3 separate regions of the Mus musculus genome follow, and all the other regions are linked to region 3. Evidence: chromatin contacts called from public Hi-C data. All regions are on one chromosome and are shown on one strand. The core of a region is the stretch at or near the end of the contact, and the rest is flanking DNA. Distances in the headings are between cores, read along the strand shown.

Region 1 (3,970 bases), core at 761-3,260, 160 kb before region 3:
GGGAGTGGGCAGCACTGCCTCTGAGTTCCCACCTGGGAGTGGGCAGCACTGCCTCCCAGTTCCCACCTGGGAGTGGGCAGCACTGCCTCCCAGTGCCCTGCCTTTCCACAGCCGCACAACACTTTGCTGCACTTACAGACCAAAAGATGACACATGTTGTTTGCCTCCTTTGGGGGTTTGGTCTTGTGCCTTCTGAATGGTTGAAAACAATCTTTGAAACTGCAGACAGAATCCAGGCATTCTGGATCCTTAATCCCAGCACTCAGGAAACAGAGACTGGTAGATCTCTTGAGTTTGATGCCAGACTGATCTACAGAGTAAATTCCAAGATAGCCATGGCTATACATAGAAACCCTGTCTCAAGAAATTAAAAAGAAAAAGAAGAAATAGCAGACAGTGTGGCTTCTATTCCATGTGTGTGTGTAACATCTATGAGTTTGTAGTGTGTGTGTGTGTGTGTGTGTGTGTGTGTGTGTGTGCATATTAAGAATGCATTAGGTTCCTGTCCTGTGTGTGCATGTGTGTATGTGTGTTGCCAATCACATAATGTGCACACATGGCCTGATGTTTTCTGTTACAGCACCAGAATGTTAAAATGTTAACATTCTGGTGATATGATAAAATGTTAGAATATATGGCGTCTTTAAAAATAATTAGTGGTGAGTTGAAACTTTTTAAAGTTGATTCCATACATTGATTAAGGCATTTTTCACTCTAAAATAATGACTGACTTAGCAGGGAAGAGTGAGTTACTAAGAATAATAATCCCACTAACTGCTAGAACATCGAATTTTATTTCTTCTCTCTACTCTGTATGTAGCAGCTGATTTGTTTTTAGGGAAATGTGGTTTTGTTTCCAAAGAAGAAAACTACCTCTGCACTATCTACTAACTTAGACAACCTGGCAGGAAAGATTGAGAACGAGGTAGATGGTTTTATTCTGTCTCTCTCCATTAATGTCAGTGTCTTCCTGTGCTAATGAACCCAAGCTGGGTAGGAAGGGAAGCTGCCCAAGTGACTTCTGAGGAGAGGCCCCAGGAGTGGAGTCAAATTGTATTTTGATTTTAAATTTCTTTCCTTCAGCCATGCCCTGCTAGCAGAGATATTCCATTTAGAGATGTTCTTTCACTAATTTTCCCTAATACCTTCCGAAGTTGTTAGGTTACTTTCTGAATGGCTATGTAGATGTTAGAAGAGGTGGCTGTGACACAGTGTCATTAAGGTGACATAGTGTAAATTAATGCAGTTAATGGAGGTGCTCACACTGCCTCGGTGACCCATTATGAGCTCTCGTGGAATTAGCAGATGCCCAGGCATCAATCTTTTGGGAAAAGGATAGAAAAGCGCTGGCAGCTTTAAAACCTCACAGTGAATTATATTGGGAAAGTGAAAACGTCTGGGTTAGATTTGATTTCACCAGGAAGCCATAAAATGGTACGGCTCTCAGCAAAATATATTAAACTGAAATGTCAGGTTTGATGCAGTAGGTACACAATTATGATAGTGTTAATAGTGGCCTTCTATCATCCTAAGACATACTTTCCAGTTCAATTTCTCAGCAGCTTGAACTTGTCATAAGCTTGTAAATTAGAAATTGTGTTTTGAGGATATTTTCCTATTTTTGACAGAACGCATATACTACTATTAACTGTACCATGGGGTTTTAGTATAGCTGTTAAAATAAACTAGAAATCACATTTGCAGACACAAAATGCCTGTTATAATACCCGCTTTGCCATTTCTTTAATAATATTCTTTGTCTTTCTGTACTGTTTTTCATTTAGCAAAATTTAAACTCCTTGGATTTTTCCTTAAATAGACGACGTTTAACAGCAGTGAGGATGTGTGCAGGGAGCAGGCCAGTTACCCTGGTGAGCTTTGTCTAGCGTTTCTGTATGGAAGCCAAGCAGCTGTGCCCTGGTTTTGGTTGGCTCCCTAAGTGCTCAAAGCAGCTTGTTTTGGAAAGGAGTTCCCCAGACACCAGGAGATTTTCAAAAGCCCTCACACAGGCAGGTAGAAAGGAGACTAAGGCCAGCAGGGTCTGCTCAGCTGCTGTCTGTCCCAGGCTCACTGCTTCTTGTGCCCTGTGACTCTTTCAATCCTCTGGGGCCTTGGCTTTGCCCTGTGAGTCAGTCTTTTTCATTCATTGCCTCTTCTTACAGTCGAATGCTTTTCTGCCTGCTTGCTTGTAGGAAGTGGGGCCAAGGTACCTTTGCCTGTTGGTCCAGCAGCTATAAAATCATGCATCCACTCTGTATATTTAATCATAATTCAGTATTAGAAGAAAAAAAAAGAGCTTACTCAAATCTTTTGAGACAGAGGCAGTGCCTACAGCATCCTTAGACTTCACTGTGTAGCTGTACAGATCTGCAGGAACCACCTTCAATATTCTTCACATAGCTCCCAGGAGACCGACTATACCCCTGATAAAGCTTCACCCTGTGGCTACATTTTGTTGGTTACTCTGGAGCTGACCCTCAACTTGAGCAGCCTGCATCTTATTTTAAGAATGTTTTGCCATCTTAATGTAGACCTTTGTGTTTGTAAAAACCCTGTCTCAAGCCAGGGCAGGTTCATCCTTCTCCTTCATACCATCTTGTCCATATACCCCTGGTCACTTTAAGCAATCTGCCTAGAAAGTTCCTTGGACACGAGTTCCTCTAAAGGGATTGAGGCTGCAGCCTTGTTAACCTCCCTCCCCTCCACTGCATCACTCAGGGAGCTCATCTCCTACTCTCTCTGTAATCTGTACACTCCCCGCCCCCCCCCACACACACAGTAACACCTTACCCTCCCCAACCCAGCCTGCGCCCTAGTCCCAACCCAGGACCTCACATTTCAAGCCTTTGCTGATTCACTACTCTTTTAATTATGTTTCTGTTTCACTAATTTCTATGTAAAAGACCACCCCCAAGTTTACAAATTAAAGCAATTCCTTCACAGTATGCAATAAGAATACCAGCTCAACCAGGATAGCTGGACTCCATGCTACAGGACACCTGGGGAGCTTGGCTGGGCAAATTTTCACCTTCTTGGCATCTATGTTCACATCTATAAAATGGGTTGGTAAGACTTTCACCCCATGAAGTGTTCGTCAACAATGAGAAACATGGAAGCACATGTAGGGTGCTTAGAATCATGGCAGGATACAGTAAGGCCTTCTACTTTAAGACTGAGTGGCCCCTTGATTCCTAGTGTGGGACAAGAGATAAAGATGTCATTGCACAAAAGCAGCTAGACCTCAGTGGTGATGCTCTCTTTGTCTTATGTTATCATTAAAGTGAGCAAATCTTAAATAATATTGCTATTAATATAAGGAGATGGTGCCAGTATCCTTCATTTACATACTACCTTTCACTGAAATCAGCTAGTCCAAATGATATTTTAAAGCAGTGAACAGAAATAAAACTTCAAACTTTATCTGCTGTATCAGCTCCTTCTCCATCAGAACCACTAAACTGCCCCCAATTTCTTGTCCAGGCGACCCTATTACAATTACTCTAGTGTTTTAAATCCTCTGTGACCTTGCCAATTAGCTGTTCAAAGTCAGATATTTCATGATAACTACTTTAAAACGCCTCTGTCTCGGGACTGTCGCCACTGTTGGAAATGTGAGCAGTTCCTTCAGATTTAAAACTCTTGCTGCTCCTTCCAGCAGTGTAGGTTACAGTCGGCTTCAGGAGCACATCCTACTAGGCTGTGTGAGGACGAGCAGGGACGGTCCTTGCTACAGGGTTATCCCCCAGGCCCTGGTATCACAGACTCCATGTGGCTCGTCCCCATCCCAGCTCAGGGCTATTGAACTGCAGCCCCTTGCCTGTGGGCTGTGTTTGTTGTTGGGAATGGCCAGCTGTGATGCCACCCTTTCTCTGTACCCAGACTACAGTACTACCCTGGCAGACAGTCAGCATGTTTGCTCACCTTACAGCTTTCCACTCAGCCCCTTCTCTCTTTCTCCTTCTATGTTTAG
Region 2 (3,772 bases), core at 727-3,226, 230 kb before region 3:
ACCCAGAACTATTTTTGCATAAATCTGAATATCAATAAAATTGATACTAAAAATATGAGATTACATTTTTCAATCCTATATATTAAATGTTTAGCTCTCATTATACATTAAGACAATGGTAACTACCCTTGCCAATGCAGATGTAGGGTATTAAATTCTCCATGAAGTTTTAACCCCTAACATTACAGTTGACCATGCTTGGTCCAAGTAATGCACATCAGGTTTTATGATTTTTTTTTCCTTGCTTTGTTTTCTTTTGTTGTTTTTCAAGACAGGGTTTCTCTATGTAGCCCTGGCTGTCCTGGAACTTACTCTGTAAACAAGGCCAGACTTGAACCCAGAGATCTACCTACCTCTGTCTTCTGAATGCTAGGATTAAAGGCATGTGCCACTGGGCTCAGCTGAGTTTTATATTATTGATGGATTGTTCATGACCTGTTGGTTGGGATTTATGTGTTTGTGTGATTTAAAGAAAGATTTATTTAGTGAATGTGTATAACCACAGAAGGCAATTGATAAATAGGTGTTATTCCAGGCCTTGAGTATGTAACCCAATAATTACTTGTACAAGAAAGTAGTCTTACTATAGCAAGCAGTTTGGGCCTTTTTTTTTTCTTTGCTAATGAGAGAAGAGGCTCTTGACACTGCATTTTACAGAAAAGCACTAGATCTGTTTACCTTGTTGAAATGCAGGTTGCTGTATTTCGGTGTCGGTTCTTTGGTTTTGGCAGCACTTCTGAAGTGTCTGTTCGCTCCCTTAGTGGATGAATGCTGGTGTTGACACCACCTAACAAGCAGGGATTATGTGTTTACAGAAGAAGTAATATGAGAGGTCAGGTCTAGGAGGCACTTCTCAAGAGCTTGCGCATAATGAGTAGCTGGCAGGGAGGGCAGAGCTGACACTCTGGAGGGCCTTGGTGACACCTGCCTCTCTTCTCCAAAGCTCTCTTGATCATGTTCAGCTGCTCTGTTCTCATGTGGGGAATAATAGTAGAATAAAGCTGCTTTTCTGTCTCATTTTTCTTGCTAATTTACACATTCAAGCCATTTTTTGTTTGCTGCCCTGATTTGCTATTCCCTTTTGTCGAGGCACTGCTCCTTTCTCGCCTCAGGCCTACGAACTAATTTGAGCTTCTATAATTACTTCATGTTTTACACCTGTCTGCATATCAGGCACCCCCTTCGTCTGCACTTACGCTATAGATTTCTTTGCAGAAAAGCTTGATTTTTTTTATATATACAGGAACTCGTCAGTTTCCCCCCTCAGACAGCGTAGGGAAGAAACACAATGGAACTGTTGCTCTGCCTTCATCTGCATCATGGCTGACCTCCACAGTTCATGAAGGACAAATGGACGCTGTCTACTCAGACAGCTTGTGTTAAGATGTTGGGGAGCAGAGAGGCTGAGCTTTGTCCTCGTGAATGAAGCGATGGTTGTAGTCATTTTAGAATCATTAAGGCTCTGAATACAGCGGCTTGCCCTGCAGTGTGTGTGCTGTGGCCACCCTCTGCTTTAATAACAGCTGATTAAATTTGGGTCAGGCGCACTCTGAAGAGCATCACAATGAAGAAACTGTTGTAAAAGTTACCTGTTTTAAAAAGGCAATTGATTGGATGTTTAACTTAAGTGACAGCTGCAATTCATTTTCCGTTCTTGGTGCCGTCCTGCAGCCCCGCTGCCTTTTATAATTTGGGCTTCATTCTTAAGAACCCTTGAATAACCGAGGGTTGCTTTCCACTTGAGCCTGCTCCAATCCAATTAGGAGTTTAACAAGGGTCAAATTAAGGAGACTTTACACTCCATGTTTGCATCATTAGTCATAAGACTGCTAGGTGAGCATGTGACTGTGTGTCAGGGACCGGGGGGGGGGGGGGGGGAAGGCTGTAGTGTTGGACAGACTAAGGCTGTCATCCAGTCTGTGGTGTGCCCCTGGGCTGATGGAGCTCAGCAGGCTAGCAATAGTGTTCCTTGTCAGGGGCTGGTGTGCAGTTGTTGGGAGAACAAGCCTAGCTGGGCTGATGAAGACTGTGTTTTCTGCGGGCTCTCTTCCCCCCTGGCAGCCTGTTGTGATTGGACAGGCTGCTGGGAAGGCAGGACATTGAAACCTCTTGAGCACTCATTATTTTTGATGAGCTGACAACTATCTAGGCTCCTTTCTCTTTCTACCTGCTCCTTCCTACCTTTTTTTTTTTTTTTGAAACATAATTTTTGGTTCTGTAAAACATTATCATAGGACATGAAAATGCAAGATTTTAGAGTTAGTGTCGTAGTGGTCTTGTGAAAATCACTTCTTTGCCACTTGAAAGCAGAGTTCATAGGGTATTTTCAAACTTTGCATTATTGAGGATAGCATATCCTGCCCCCATTTTTCTGACTATTTCATCAAATTATGTTTGTAGTTGTTAATGTGTATCAGCCACATTGTGAGACTATGCAGAGAAAATGACTTGTTTCCAAAAAAGAAAAGACAACGGGATTCTGCTCTCACCAGTGCCTGCATGCGTGGGATATTGCTGAGGACTGCTGGCATGCCCATGAGCAATGCTTTGTGCCAGAATACAAAGTAAAGACTTATCTAAAAATAACACTTCCATTGTTCCTTTCTTACCTCCTCAGCCCATTAACAGGTGCTTTAGTATCATGAGAGTTTTCATAGTCTAATCCCCTTTCAGAAGCTTTTCAGAATAAAAGCCCTAAATGGTCCTCAGTATTAATTTGATGTGACTTCTGTACAATGTGATTTCAAGCTCTCAGAAGCACGTTTTCACTGCTTACCCCTTTTCAGTGTAGCGGAGTGTGGAAAAACGCAAGCTACCATTTGCGGAATGGAGTCTTGAATGTGAATCATTTTGTTGCTTCCTTACATTGTTTCCTGGCTTAAAAGGAAGGATTGTCTCTGTGATATGACTGTTACTCCTCAAAAGTGTCATTTTGGTAGTACATTTTAAAATGTATTCTTAATGTTGATATTTTTCAAAGCTATCACGCGAGTCTTGCATTTGCCAAGAATTAAAGAGGCTTGATGAAGTCTGTGTGCCACAAAGCAATTGGGTGTCGTGAGGTGATGCCTGCACATCTTTGTACACAGCAGCATCACACCCAGGAGCTGCCAGTGCTGGCATCTCACTAAGGCCTTCAGGAGCTTCATGGCCAGCAGGAAGCTGATCTGAGTGAGGGGAAAAGTGAAACTACTGCTACTGTCTTCGTAGGCACCAGGAAACTTCCAGAGTCTGACCTCATGATTTAGCATAGTAAAAGATTGGGGAAAGGTTTCCATGTGACAGTTATCGCAACAAAACTTTAGGTCTAGCTACATAGAAACTTCCTAGCAAAATAGCAAAGTACCTTTGACCTTGACAAAAAGAGTGAGTTCCATTGGCTGGTAAGCAGAATTCAGGGCTAGGGCCTAGAGAGAAAGGATTTGTAATAAGCATATGGATAGAATCTATCTGTAGAGGGTGCAAAGTACACAGTACCTCTTCAATAAGGCTGGGTTCTGTTTGCTGAGGGACAAAGCTCAGTACTAAGGCCTAAACAATGTTTAGGATGTTGGGATGTGGGGAGACAGGGACAGGTGGAGGCTGGCTTCTGACAGAGTAGAAAAGTATCACCAAGTTGTTTGACCGCTTTCACTCTGGCACTCTAGGTGACTGGTGTCATTCATTTCCTTCTTTTGACAAAAGTAGGTCCCGAGATTGGCGGTGCTGGTCTCTCCGGTGCTTGCTCTGAGCTGTGCTTCCTACAGCCTTGTCTCCTGCTTTTGTTGCTTTC
Region 3 (4,035 bases), core at 543-3,042:
GGCTGGGTGAAATATGCCCAGGTGGTTCTCCTGTGCTTCATTTATATATTTTTAACTTATTATTATTTTTTTTCTTGAGGCAAGGTTTACTGTAGAGTCCTGGCTGGTCTGGATTTTGCTACATAGACCAAACTGGACCCAAACTCATAGCGATCCACCTGCCTCTGCCTCTCACGTGCTGGGATCAAAGGCATGTACTACCACTCTCAGCTATTCCTGACTTTTTTTGCCACAGCAATAGCTATCAAGTGCTCTGGGGTTTCTGAACCTGGCCTGAGCCATCACTCAGGGGACATTAAGGGACAACTGCTGGACCCAATGCTCACTGTCCTCTGGAAGCCAAAAGTGTCACCAAAGTTTGACTGGTTTTGAAATTTGTCTGTGACTTGCTGGATGCTCTAAACTCACCCCCCCCACCCCACCCCCACCCCCCTTGTTACAGAAGAAGCCAGGGGTTGCGATGGGAGCTAGAAGGAGCGGTCAATCCCATGCTATCTGCTTGCCTCTGGCAGCCTCTGGCACTCAGCACAAGGTCAAAGCAACTGGCCACAAAGCAGGCCTCCTTGGGCAGAGATCTCAGTGTGCTGAGGGCACTATCTGGCTTCAATAGGGACACCTCTTTCAAACTGCACCCAGCAAGATACACTTAATAGACTCCGTTCCTTTTAACAGCCAAGCATGACGGCATTTAATAGCCTCCCAAAGCCAGCGCCTGGCTGCCAGGGTTTGCCTCATTACTCACTGTTTCAGGAGGGGCTTGAAACCAGTATGCACATTTTAGTCATGTCATGCCTGGGAACCCAACCAGTTTTGTCCTGTTTCACCTCCATGCTTCATCCTATTTAGCATTTTCAAAGGACTGGCCTCCTGTGTTTGTTTGTTTGTTTGGCTGGTTCTGTTTTTATTAACCAAGTTAGTTCATTTTGGTCACGGTCCTGATGGTCTGCATATACTTCAGATGCAGAAGTCTCTTCTGCGTGTTCTCGGCCATGATATGGGCCACGGGGGACATCTGCACTTGAGAGAGGTAGAAATGATGCAACTAGACCCACTTTGGCAGCGGGGAGGGAGGTTTAGAGCAGGGTGTGTTTTCTTGTGACTTGCAGCAGGGAGAAGCAATGTTTCAGGCCTCAGGGGGCATGGAATAGCCCAGCGAGCTTGTGGGCTTGGGCTTTGGGTGGTAAGGCCTCCTGGATAAATGGGCCAGCCAGAAAATGCAGCCCTGGCTGTAGGTAGAAAGCAGAGTTGCTGAGAAAGAATCAGGGGCATGAAAAAGAGAAAGAAGAAAATGGACACCCCCCCTCCATCCCATCATGTCTCCATGATCGATAAAATGTCTATTAAGAAGTCCTCACTGATTTGGGGCACTGCAAGGAGCCGGTTTTAGCAGCTGACACCCTCATGTGAGATACTTTGTAAGTGCAAGTGGGACCCAGGAGTACTCTGCCCAGAACAGTGTGAACAGCCACAAGCACTTACAAACACAAGCGCTGGGACTGGGGTCCTCTGCCGTCAACGATTGTTTATATTGAGGAGTTGGCCTGCCACTGTGGGTAAATGAATGCTCCCACTTCCGTGGAGATAAAAGGGAAGCATTTGTGATCAGCGAGGAGAGCGTGTTCATTCTGGGGCTAAATGGCATTATAAAACTTCCTAATTAAGCATAGACGGCAATGAGATTTTAGTGTCATGTCTCCAGTTTAGCTTTACATACTGTGTACGCTGTTTAGTGCAGCAGTAACTATAAACATTGTTGTTACTGCCCCCAGCTGGAAAGCAGAGCGGTTTATGTGTGGAAGAAGAAAGAGATAATCTCCCATCTGCTCCCGCCCGTTACTCAGGGATGTGTCATTTTGTCTGCCGATGGGGACTGTCGCTAGGCTTGCAGTTAGTCTTTTTAATACTGGATCACGTGTATTAATTATTGTGTTTACTTGACACTTTGCTTCTACCCTTAATTCTATAAGTTTTGTAATTCCTCAGAATGTTCCTTTTTCTGAGATTAGATGAATTTATGGATGCTTTAAAAAAAAAAAACAAAAAGAATACAAATAAGTCCAGATGTAATTAGACACACTTGAGGCCTGTTTTTCACCATCTATCAATTCTACATGTAGACGTCTGGCTGATCCGCCCCAGGACAGGACACACAGGGTAAGAAAGGCTGCATCCACCACTACGGCTCGATTTGCATAAAGTATGAAAGGGAGCAAGGCTAATCACCACAGGTAGACTTCTGCTTAGCCTTTGCCCCTGGCACAAAGCCACACTCCGGAAAGGCCCTGAAAGGGCACTGGAAAGGGCACTGAGTGTGCACAGCATGGGCGGTCCACTGGGGAGATCAGCATTTGTGAACTGTGTACCCTGCTGCACTCTCTTCAGTGCTGGAAAGTCAAAAGCTGGGTCTGTGTGCAGGCGAATCATAATTAACTCCCCCTCCCCCAGAGCTAATTTGCTTAGGTAAATGAAACACTAGATGTGGGATCCCCTCCCTTGGACCAATCCTGAAGGCACAAAGATCCCTTTCTGGGAAATCCTCTCACCGAGCCAGGGTGTTTTCCTATTATAAGCAGACCTAGAAACGATCATGACTTTGATCATGATTTTGGTTATTTGTCTGAATATTCTGCTTTTCTAAGCCCTTTGTTTTGAGACCCTAATTATAAAAAATAATTAGGAGCAATAATCAAAGGGGAAATGTATATGTATTATAATATATAAAGTATATATGTATCTATATACACATGAACATATATATATATATAATTTTTTTGTGGTAAAACTTGGCAGTCTGATCCATGAAATGGTGTCAGGCAGATACTGTGCTGCGCCAACCAACAGACTCTATTATTTGAAAAACAAATGCCAAAGCTCGGGGTGCTTTTTCCTTGGTGAGTGCTATAACATGGAGCTTTTACCTGGAGATCATTTTGGAGACATTAAGGTGAAGAGAAGTTCCCTAGAACTTCTCAGAGTTCATGTCTCAAACCATCGCAAGCCATCACGCTTGTGGGTAACTCTAGAGAGATACACACACAATGCCCCTGGCAGGAGACGCCAGCGCCATTGACTGGAATCGGAAACGAGGGGACAGAATTCATAAGCTGGTTAAACAAAGTCACACTTCCCATCGACCCCCTTGCTCAAGCAGAGAAGCCAACTAAAGAATCTGACAGTTACAAAATTCAGAAAGTAAATTCATGCAGGAGCTAGTACATAGAGGGAGGGGGAAGGGAACGGTAAAACAGAAACAAAACGAAAAGGTGGAGAACTTGAAAACACAAGCTTACTGACACACACAATGCATTCTGTAGCCCGCTGTATTGGGAGGCATTTCTACTGCTAAGGTGTAAATGCATTGTCTCACCGTCTGAGAAGGTTAAGGCTGGGCTGGGTAACTTTAAAATGACAGTATATACTTCTATAGAACACACACTGAAGTGCTGCTGTAGTTCCATTTATTACAGGGCAGGAGAGCACTGGAAACATCATTGCTGCAATCAGCAACAACAGGCAAAGGCTTTGGCATCAGCACGGAATATACTGTCCTTTTAACCGTAAGGGGAAATCGATACTGAGCATGTGCGATGGAAAGAAAGCCGGCAAATGTCAGTGTGAAGAATGGGTGAAAAAAAGGAATGAGGGGGTGTGGCATCTCAATCAAGATTAAAATGAAACCGATAAAGCAGCATATGGACTGGGTAACAAATCAAAAACATGTTTATCCACTGAAGGAACTGGTAAATGGAGACTGCCAGCACGTTGCCATGGAAACACTGACTGTTGAGCTGCACCATCTCATACCTTATCCAATACATTCCTGGTTGTTGGTAGTAGTCCAAAGACCCTGATCTCTTGATGGTAAACCCGTGGTCCAGCTGAGCAGAGAGAAATGGGGCAACTCAGTGGATCAACATTGTGTTCCAGAATTAAGACTCCAGTCCACGCTCTTCATTAACTACGTACGTACGCACGCACACACAGTGATGGGGCCTTTCCTGCAGAGCAGCTAGCTAATAACATAATCTGCACATT

Evidence for each region. A called contact is a pair of places that touch in the nucleus more often than the background predicts.
Region 1: a contact with region 3 is called in a Hi-C map of the N1E-115 cell line, with 3 times the contacts expected there. The contact joins two enhancer-like sites. A contact is called at or near these places in 5 of 484 Hi-C or Micro-C datasets (the N1E-115 cell line, brown adipocytes, embryonic stem cells and 2 more), 3 of 115 datasets of contacts at active chromatin or transcription factors (differentiating embryonic stem cells, fibro-adipogenic progenitors and kidney) and 1 of 9 other capture datasets (adipose tissue).
Region 2: a Hi-C map of the N1E-115 cell line shows a contact between it and region 3, with 10 times the contacts expected there. The contact joins two enhancer-like sites. A contact is called at or near these places in 1 of 15 datasets of contacts at CTCF or cohesin (the NIH/3T3 cell line), 5 of 484 Hi-C or Micro-C datasets (the HL-1 cell line, the N1E-115 cell line, embryonic fibroblasts and 2 more), 1 of 115 datasets of contacts at active chromatin or transcription factors (differentiating embryonic stem cells) and 2 of 9 other capture datasets (embryonic tail and embryonic trunk).

What each region holds. Positions count from the first base shown.
Region 1 is chr3:55,683,106-55,687,075 of GRCm38.p6, reverse strand. All of the region lies in intron 47 of Nbea (neurobeachin), which reads left to right. Among named protein-coding and RNA genes, the nearest start is that of Gm46804, 22 kb to the left of the region's middle. Within about 2 kb of position 2,010, at least 50 of the 459 cell types and tissues checked have an H3K27ac peak or open chromatin away from gene starts, as enhancers often do. A contact at or near this core is called in the N1E-115 cell line and muscle stem cells, where this site is marked.
Region 2 is chr3:55,754,110-55,757,881 of GRCm38.p6, reverse strand. The region is part of intron 41 of Nbea (neurobeachin); the gene reads left to right. Among named protein-coding and RNA genes, the nearest start is that of Mab21l1, 27 kb to the left of the region's middle. Within about 2 kb of position 1,976, at least 49 of the 459 cell types and tissues checked have an H3K27ac peak or open chromatin away from gene starts, as enhancers often do. A contact at or near this core is called in the N1E-115 cell line and rod photoreceptor, where this site is marked.
Region 3 is chr3:55,521,693-55,525,727 of GRCm38.p6, reverse strand. The region is part of intron 16 of Dclk1 (doublecortin-like kinase 1); the gene reads right to left. Among named protein-coding and RNA genes, the nearest start is that of Gm31796, 20 kb to the left of the region's middle. Within about 2 kb of position 1,792, at least 30 of the 459 cell types and tissues checked have an H3K27ac peak or open chromatin away from gene starts, as enhancers often do. A contact at or near this core is called in the N1E-115 cell line, muscle stem cells and rod photoreceptor, where this site is marked.